2 separate regions of the Manis pentadactyla genome follow, and region 1 is linked to region 2. Evidence: chromatin contacts called from public Hi-C data. All regions are on one chromosome and are shown on one strand. The core of a region is the stretch at or near the end of the contact, and the rest is flanking DNA. Distances in the headings are between cores, read along the strand shown.

Region 1 (3,594 bases), core at 391-2,890, 190 kb before region 2:
GTCAAAGACACAACGGGCATCAGAGATGGCCTGCACGAAGGTCTCAGGATCAGTGCAGCCACTTCCCACATGGAAGCTGGGGCAAAAAGTAAGGAGAACATGCTTGTATTTCTATTTCTGAAGACAACTATTCACAGTGGGAGAAAACCTGTAAAACCTGCACTAACACTGTGGCCTTTATGCTATACCACGGTCTCACCTGACACCAATGACATCGATATTCAGCTCTCTTGCCCGTTCTAGAAGCAGCCTGCTTGTTTTGAGTGTGGCACCAAATTTAACACTGAGGCGACAGACTGCTTTGGAATCATCAGTGGCAATCCGCAAAACCAACCTAGAAGCCAGAAAGGGGATCAAATTTCCCATGACAGAAGATCACTTACAGCCAGTTAAAATATAAAATCCTTGGCTCTGATACTGTGGGTTGAGTCTAATATCGTTTTATTAATCAAGAGGGTTTAAGCTATTTCTTACTTTGTCTCTGATGCAGAAGGCTTTTATGCTTTACTAACATACAAAAATTCTAACTGGAAATTTGAGTTTGTTAATACCCAGATCCTGTTATCCGAGGCGTAACTCACTTTGCCTTTGGATGTGCCCTGGCAACTTTCATCAGCTCAACTTCGCTATCAAAAGTCATCATCTGGACTCCATTATTGGCAGCATATTTAATCTGAGATACTTGTTTACAAGGATTTGCATAGATAATCCTCTCCGGCGGCACCCCAAGACTCTGCACCAATTGTATTTCAGTCTGAAAAAAGGAAGAGGTGTTACAGTATGCATACAGACCTAATAATGAAAGAAACAGAAAAATGTGAAGCTGCCATCTCCCCCAACCCCCCCTTCATTAGCATCTATTGCCCAAGAAATACAACCGTGATTGGCCCTGTTGGGAACACCAGGACCATTTTACAATCATTTTCAAGTCCTGTGTTTTTGTTCACCTTGCTGGCACAGTCGAATCCTGTCCCGATGGCAGCTAGAGTCTTCACTATGGTTCTGCTATCATTGCATTTGACTGCATAAAAGGGGGTGACCCGAGGAAGAGCTTTTAACCATCTCAGATGCTTCTTTAGAATGTCTCCCAGGTCCGCAACATAGAAGGCATCCTTATCATCCTATAGTAAGACGGGATAGAGGGAACTCATTAGCAGCCTAACAGTATGTCCAACATGCAGCCTCCTTTTTCTTTCCCATCATTCCCAATGAATCCTACTCTTTTTAGACTAGTCACCAACATGAATCATCACTGTCACAGGACAATCCACAGCCAATTCAATTCTAAATTCCCTAACAAGACATGTAAGTTCCTTTACATTTCCTTAAGACCCCTCTGAAGTTTCGCACTCATCTGCCTAGCACTCTCAAAGCTGTACTGCCAGCATGGGCTTTAATATACTTACAGAGGAAGAAACTTCATTAATTTTTTGGTCCAGAATGTCCTTGGCAGTAAAGCCTTCATCAAGGAAATGGCAGTCAAACTCTTCATTACTAAAGTTGTTCATGGTTTCTGATGTTCCTTTGAAATGGAACAAACTGAAAACAGAGTGGAGAAATTTACTCAGAAGTCGTAGCAATACTTATTAAGTAATTCTTAACAAAAGTAACTGGCAACAACCACAAATACTTACATGGAAAACTAAGAGATGAAATTTAAAAATACTACTGTCAGCTTCTCACAGAGCCAATTCTCCAGAATTCCAAGTCCCACTGAAGCGGTGTGAGCCCTCTGCACAGCTGGGAAATGTTCTGATGAACACAGAATTTGCCCTCTACCCTAGGAACACATGAAATTGAACAATCAGGAGCTGAGTGCATACAGCATGCATGGCCACTCAACCAAGCCCCCGCCCCCTGCCCCACCACAGCTCACTCATAGATCCTGTGAATCCAGTTACACGTAGTATGTTAGTCACATGATTCTAAAAACATCTACAGTATCTGAGGACACTGCAGATTTAACACTTTAGGTTCTTTCCAAAGCAGCACACTAAAATTGTTTCATAATACTGTATTGTGTCAAAATACGCACTTCAAATATTTGTGCTGAAACATGCAGAATGTAGGTTTCAGCTTTTCTGCACTTAGTTCAGTAATATGGAAACAATTTATTGCTATTTCTTACTTTCACCAAGTCTTATACAGAAAAACTTTTAGTGACTAAGAGGCGGCATGGAAATGTCTAAGGCTCAACTTACTGATTGCTATTAGATTTCCTGAGAATTTCATGAGCTAAATTTCATGCATTTTTTAGCTACCCTCTTCAGATCAACACAATGTATTACAGTTGCTGTATCTGATGAGAAATCAGCATTCTTGCATCAGTCTTGCCTACCAAACTAGCAATTCTGGGAACCCCAACTGTCCTTATAGGCATTCTAATATTTGCTTAGCAATGAATGGGAGTAATTTTTGGCTAACTTGATGAATAACAAAAATAAGCAAGCACAAACGAATTATGAATAAACAAAAGCAAAGCTCATAACAATCAGAGCTACTGTCCTTGGTCTTCATAAAGTTTGACACTGGTGTAATGACAGTTGTCCTTAACTTACTGGTTTTAACCTATTTAATTTCTGCCAGGGAGGGTTTTCTTTTCCACTGTGCAACCCGCTTCAGTGCCTGCAGCCTATGGGCACAAAGGCCAGGCAATGGTTCGGGGCCACAGTTTTTGCTCTGGCATGGGGCACTATGAGAGGCCCAGGGAGATGGGCCTGCCATAAATCCAAACCCATGCATGGTAGAACTTGTTGTAAGATTTGATCTAATGTGACTTTCTGGCACTGTCAACCTCCTACATTGCCAAAAGAGGAAGGCAAGAGACTTAAAGCCAGCAAACCAATTTTGTCCATATAAATAACATTTAAATAGGATCATGCAGTGACAGATTGGGTTATTTAGGGTCCTGTTAAGTATCTTTAAGGCAGTGTTTAGGCGTAAACTTGGAAAGTTTTTATTTCTTTGAAATACACCACAATTAAGTATTTTTGCTTTCCTGTACTTTTTAGTAACTTGCAATATAGAGAAATTTTACCCAAGAACACCTTTTTGGTGTTCTGGATAGCTAAATTACTCAAGATGATGAATGATTAGCACAAGACAGCCTTCTCCTGCTATGAAATTCTTTACTGCCAACTGGGTAATGTTAGAAGAGATACACATTGAAACAAACCGAAAAAAATTAAATTCACTTAAAGTCAACCCAATTATGCCCAAATTTAGGTTTGAATAAACCCGACACATTCTTTGTCCTCCCCAGACATTTGCAAGAGGTTCTGCTCCCCACACTTTGAACCAATTACTTAGGATTCCCAAACACAATCAGCATTTTTCGAAAAACCTGAGGCTGGCTCCACCGTTTAAGTATACTCGTCTAAACAGGGATCTTAATATTTCCAGGCTTTTCTTAAATGACTAAGTCATTCAAAGATTCCTTAAATAGACAATTCTAAGCGACAGCTAGACGAGTATTTATCACGAATGCTACTACAAGGCTGTTATCTTAGGGGTAGCAAGTCCGGCGCGTTTCTATATAGTGTCATTTGCTCTGCACACGTAGTAAAAATAAAACCTAAAACCAAATTCCAGGAC
Region 2 (3,772 bases), core at 433-2,932:
ATCCCATACTGGTTCACCCACCGAAGTCGCTGGGCTGGACTACCTAACTCACCCCTGCACATTCTCCCCAGCTACAGTAATTTGCCACACAGCAACCCCATTCAAAACTCAACAATGGCCTCCATCAGCACTAGGAATAAACTGTACCTTCCTACCTTAGCCTACAAGGCTCACGTCTCCAGCCTTATGACCCCCACTTTCTCCTCTCATTCAGCATACCATGGCCACACCTTCTATTTCTCCAACATGTTAGGTGCATTCCCATTTGGGGACATTTACATTTTCTTTTCTCAGCACTCAAAACTCTTCCCCCATATCTTCACATGACTTGTTCCTTTTCATCATCCAAGTTTCTGCTCAAATGTCACCTCTTGGAGAGAGGCCTTCCCTGAAGGCTTTGTTCAAAACACTTTTTCTGAACATGTGACCCACAACAGCTGTCTTCTAGTCACACATCACTCAAAGCACTTATCATCTTAAGCAGTGTTCTGGTTTGCTCACTTACCCTTGTCCCCAACAGGGAAACTTATCTGATACGTTCACCATTTATCCCAACACTTAGAACAGGGCTGCCTGCATCTAGTCACTTCTCAACAAATGTGAAGAATGAACAAAAGGAAAAAGATCACGCTATGTAAAGAATAATTGAAAGACAAGGAATTGCCTAACCTCAATTCTGGTAAAAAAAAAAAAAAAAAAGAAAAAAAAAAAGGGAAGAATCTGATCGTCAGCTCCAAATCTTTCAGGGGCAGACACATGAAAGTGGAACTACATGAATTCTAATTTCCAAGGGAAGGGCTTAGACCAACAGCAGCATGGTATAAACAGGCATGTTGTAAAACCACTAACACATACTCTCAAAATGGAAATGAGAGTCTGCAAAAAGTCTTCTCTCATTTTAAGTGCTTCGACAGAGGCTTGACTGAGAAAACACGCAGGTTCAGAGCCTTAGGTCTGTGATCCTGTATAAGTCTCCCTTACTCTAGCTGGATTTTAGACGAGAAGATTGGAAGAGAATCCCTGATTTTCGCAGCCCCTTCTGATGTCCTAAGACAATGAAATTAAGTTCAGCAAGGTTCAAAAATACTGCCGTCTAAACCATAAATTCTGCAGAAGCAAAGTCTGCATTTCTCTTGCTTACTACTGTATTTCTAGAACTTGGCGTATAATAGGAACTCAATAAACAGCTGATGAATGGGCATTAAAACGGGAGAGAAATGTCTGTCAATCATCTGTCCACGCTTTTCCACCTCGGTGTGGCAGCGGCTGTGAAGATCCATATAAGCCCAAGCAAGGGACGCGCGTCCTCTTGTTCTGGAGAACTGTACAAAGGTCAAGCAAAGCTCACCGACCCTGACCACCCTTGGCCCAGCTTCTGGCGCGGAGATGCCAACACCGACCAGCTCCCCCCGGGGAACCGTCACTCGTCTCTGAGACCCCCAAGTCAGAGGCCGGCCAAGGCCCAGCTGAAACAGAGGCCGCGGAGAGGGGGGCTGCCTCACGGGGAAGACCCCGAAGTGTCTCACCTCAGGAAGCGACTTGCCGCAGCTGAGGCTATAAATCTTCACCTCGTTGAGGCTGGAGACCTGCATAGCGGCGCCGGAAAGCGTAGACCCCGGCTCCTGCCAGGGCCCCTCTCCAGGCAGCACACGCGTGCATCGGAATCTAAGGGCCTCCCGGGCGCAGGCTGATGACGCAAACCCAGGCACCGGAAACGGCCAGTTTCCGGAAGAGGAAAGTGGCCGCTGTGGGCTTGGCAAGCGTCTGAACTGGGGACGCGTGAGGCTCCGCCGAGGCCCTGCCGTGGGCTGGCGGCAACCCCGATACGGGGAGGGCCAGGAACCGCTCTACTGCTTCCGAACCCCGCGAGCAGCAGGTAGCCCTTGGGGTCGCTGCCCCCGCGGCAGTGTCCCGGGTGGGGCGGCAGGGCTCACCGGAGGCATTGGGGCCTCGGTCCAGGCAACCCAGCGAAAGCAGGCAGGCAGCAAGCGAATTCAGCGTGGAAGTCTCATCTTTTCCCCTGCGTGTTTCTGCAGTATTACATTACACATAAATGCTCTTTAAAACTGATGTCCTAAAAATATTGTATTCGCCTGGATTTGTTTGCCATTTATCCATTAAGGAAGGAAATAAAAAAAGCATACCAAAAAAATGAAAAAGTAGTTAAAGGGAGGACGTCAGGGAAGAAGGGAATTTGAACCTGATGTCTTTGGAGACTGGTGTGTGACAATAACAACAGACAGCTGCTCACGTACGTGTTATTTTCAGAAAGTTCACACGCTAACTTTCTCCGCCGATCGTCCAGTTTCAAAGACAACAACCTTTACTGTTGTCTAGATCTGAAGACGAGAATTCTTGGTGTAGTTAGAAGAAAACTAAAGGGAATAGTGTAGGTTAATTGTGCAAAAGGGTTCTTTTGAAATTAGAACATAATCCTCACTTCCCTTACATGGAACTGAAGTGGGTCATTTTGAGTACAGGCTATGGTTGGGTAAGGACTTCTGGGCTTAGAAATTTTGTTTCTATTATAACTGTCCTTAAAATTACAGTCGAAATTCTGCCTTCTGCCTGAGACCTTCTTTGAGGAAATAGGTAGGACCACCATCCTTGAAGAGGAGTGTGCCACAGTAGAAAAATCATGGGCTTCATAGTGGTAATAAATAAGCCTTTTAAGCAAGTTATAAAAAGAGAAAAGGTTTATTTCCCAACCTACACTGGATGGTTTTCAAGAAATCTTGAATAATTTTACACACAAAAAGCATGTCTTTTATTATTTTCAAGAATGTATTGTAAAAGACACTGACTGTAAAACACAATAGTATTTGTCCCTAAGCGCTAAGTGTTTTAAAGATATATAGACATATCCTACTCCTAACTTTGATAATTAAGGGCCTTAGACCATTTCACTTTATGCAGTCCTATTTCCCACTGACGCCCAGATCTGTGTTGTTTCATTATTCTGGTTGGAATCTTTGCCTCTGCAAAGCTGGCCTCTGGAACACCCTCTCCCTCTCCTTAGACCCAGATCCCACCAGCTGCTCAAAACTCACCTTTTGAGTATTTTGCTGGTTCTCCTGTTTTCAGTTTACTGTATAAATACCTTCATGGTAATTATATCTTTTTGGGGGTAGATTTTTATTATAAGAATATACACTAATTTAACACATCCTACAAGCACAATAATAATGAACTTGGATGTAATGCAATGTTATCCTAGATGTCTATGCTTGGAAGCTTTCCTTCAGACACTCTGCTTTCCTTATATTGCCACAACCACTCAAGGCTAATTAAAATGTCATTTTTAAAGAGTCCATAAAATTTCCTTTATTAAACTTGGAATGGGCTCCTTTTGAACATATTCTTCATTCTATTTTCTTTCTCCCTCATTTTGATCACTACAGGAAGATTTTAACATATTCAAAAGGCTAAGAGTGTATTGAACTCTTATACATAGTACCTAGCTTCAGCAATTCACAGACAACCCATCATGTTTCAGCTATACCCTCACCACCCTGTCATCCTCAGATTATTTTGAATGATTTTGAAGTAAGTCTATGGCAATTACCTCTGTGGGTTGTAGTGTACTTACCTGATCACCCCCTCCATCTCAACTTGATGGCAAACTGGGCTTAATTCATCTCTGGGTTCCCTGGGCCTGCCCCAGTGCCTGGTATGTAGCACACTCTCAGTAAATATTTCTTGATTAAAAATGAACAATTGATCACTCCTCTTCCTGACCCAAAGCCCTAATTCTTCATTCCATACATTTTGG

Evidence for each region. Hi-C and Micro-C count contacts between places; a contact is called where the count stands out from the background.
Region 1: a Hi-C map of blood shows a contact between it and region 2, with 4 times the contacts expected there. The contact joins the promoter of LOC118910620 here to the promoter of NOL10 in region 2. A contact is called at or near these places in 3 of 3 Hi-C or Micro-C datasets (blood, fibroblasts and skin fibroblasts).

What each region holds. Positions count from the first base shown.
Region 1 is chr2:228,602,377-228,605,970 of mManPen7.hap1, reverse strand. LOC118910620 (serine/arginine repetitive matrix protein 3-like) reads left to right here and starts at 1,640. Exons shown (of 2, transcript XM_057497453.1): 1 at 1,640-1,780. The coding sequence starts at 1,756. It overlaps ODC1 (ornithine decarboxylase 1), which reads right to left and starts at 1,773. Exons shown (of 11, transcript XM_036881806.2): 1 at 1,635-1,773; 2 at 1,407-1,539; 3 at 948-1,121; 4 at 582-754; 5 at 200-334; 6 at 1-76. The coding sequence starts at 1,508. LOC118910636 (small nucleolar RNA SNORA42/SNORA80 family) reads right to left here and starts at 2,740; the gene lies at 2,603-2,740.
Region 2 is chr2:228,409,901-228,413,672 of mManPen7.hap1, reverse strand. NOL10 (nucleolar protein 10) reads right to left here and starts at 1,682. Exons shown (of 21, transcript XM_036881668.2): 1 at 1,527-1,682. The coding sequence starts at 1,592. LOC118910497 (a long non-coding RNA gene) reads left to right here and starts at 1,723. Exons shown (of 4, transcript XR_008995952.1): 1 at 1,723-1,876.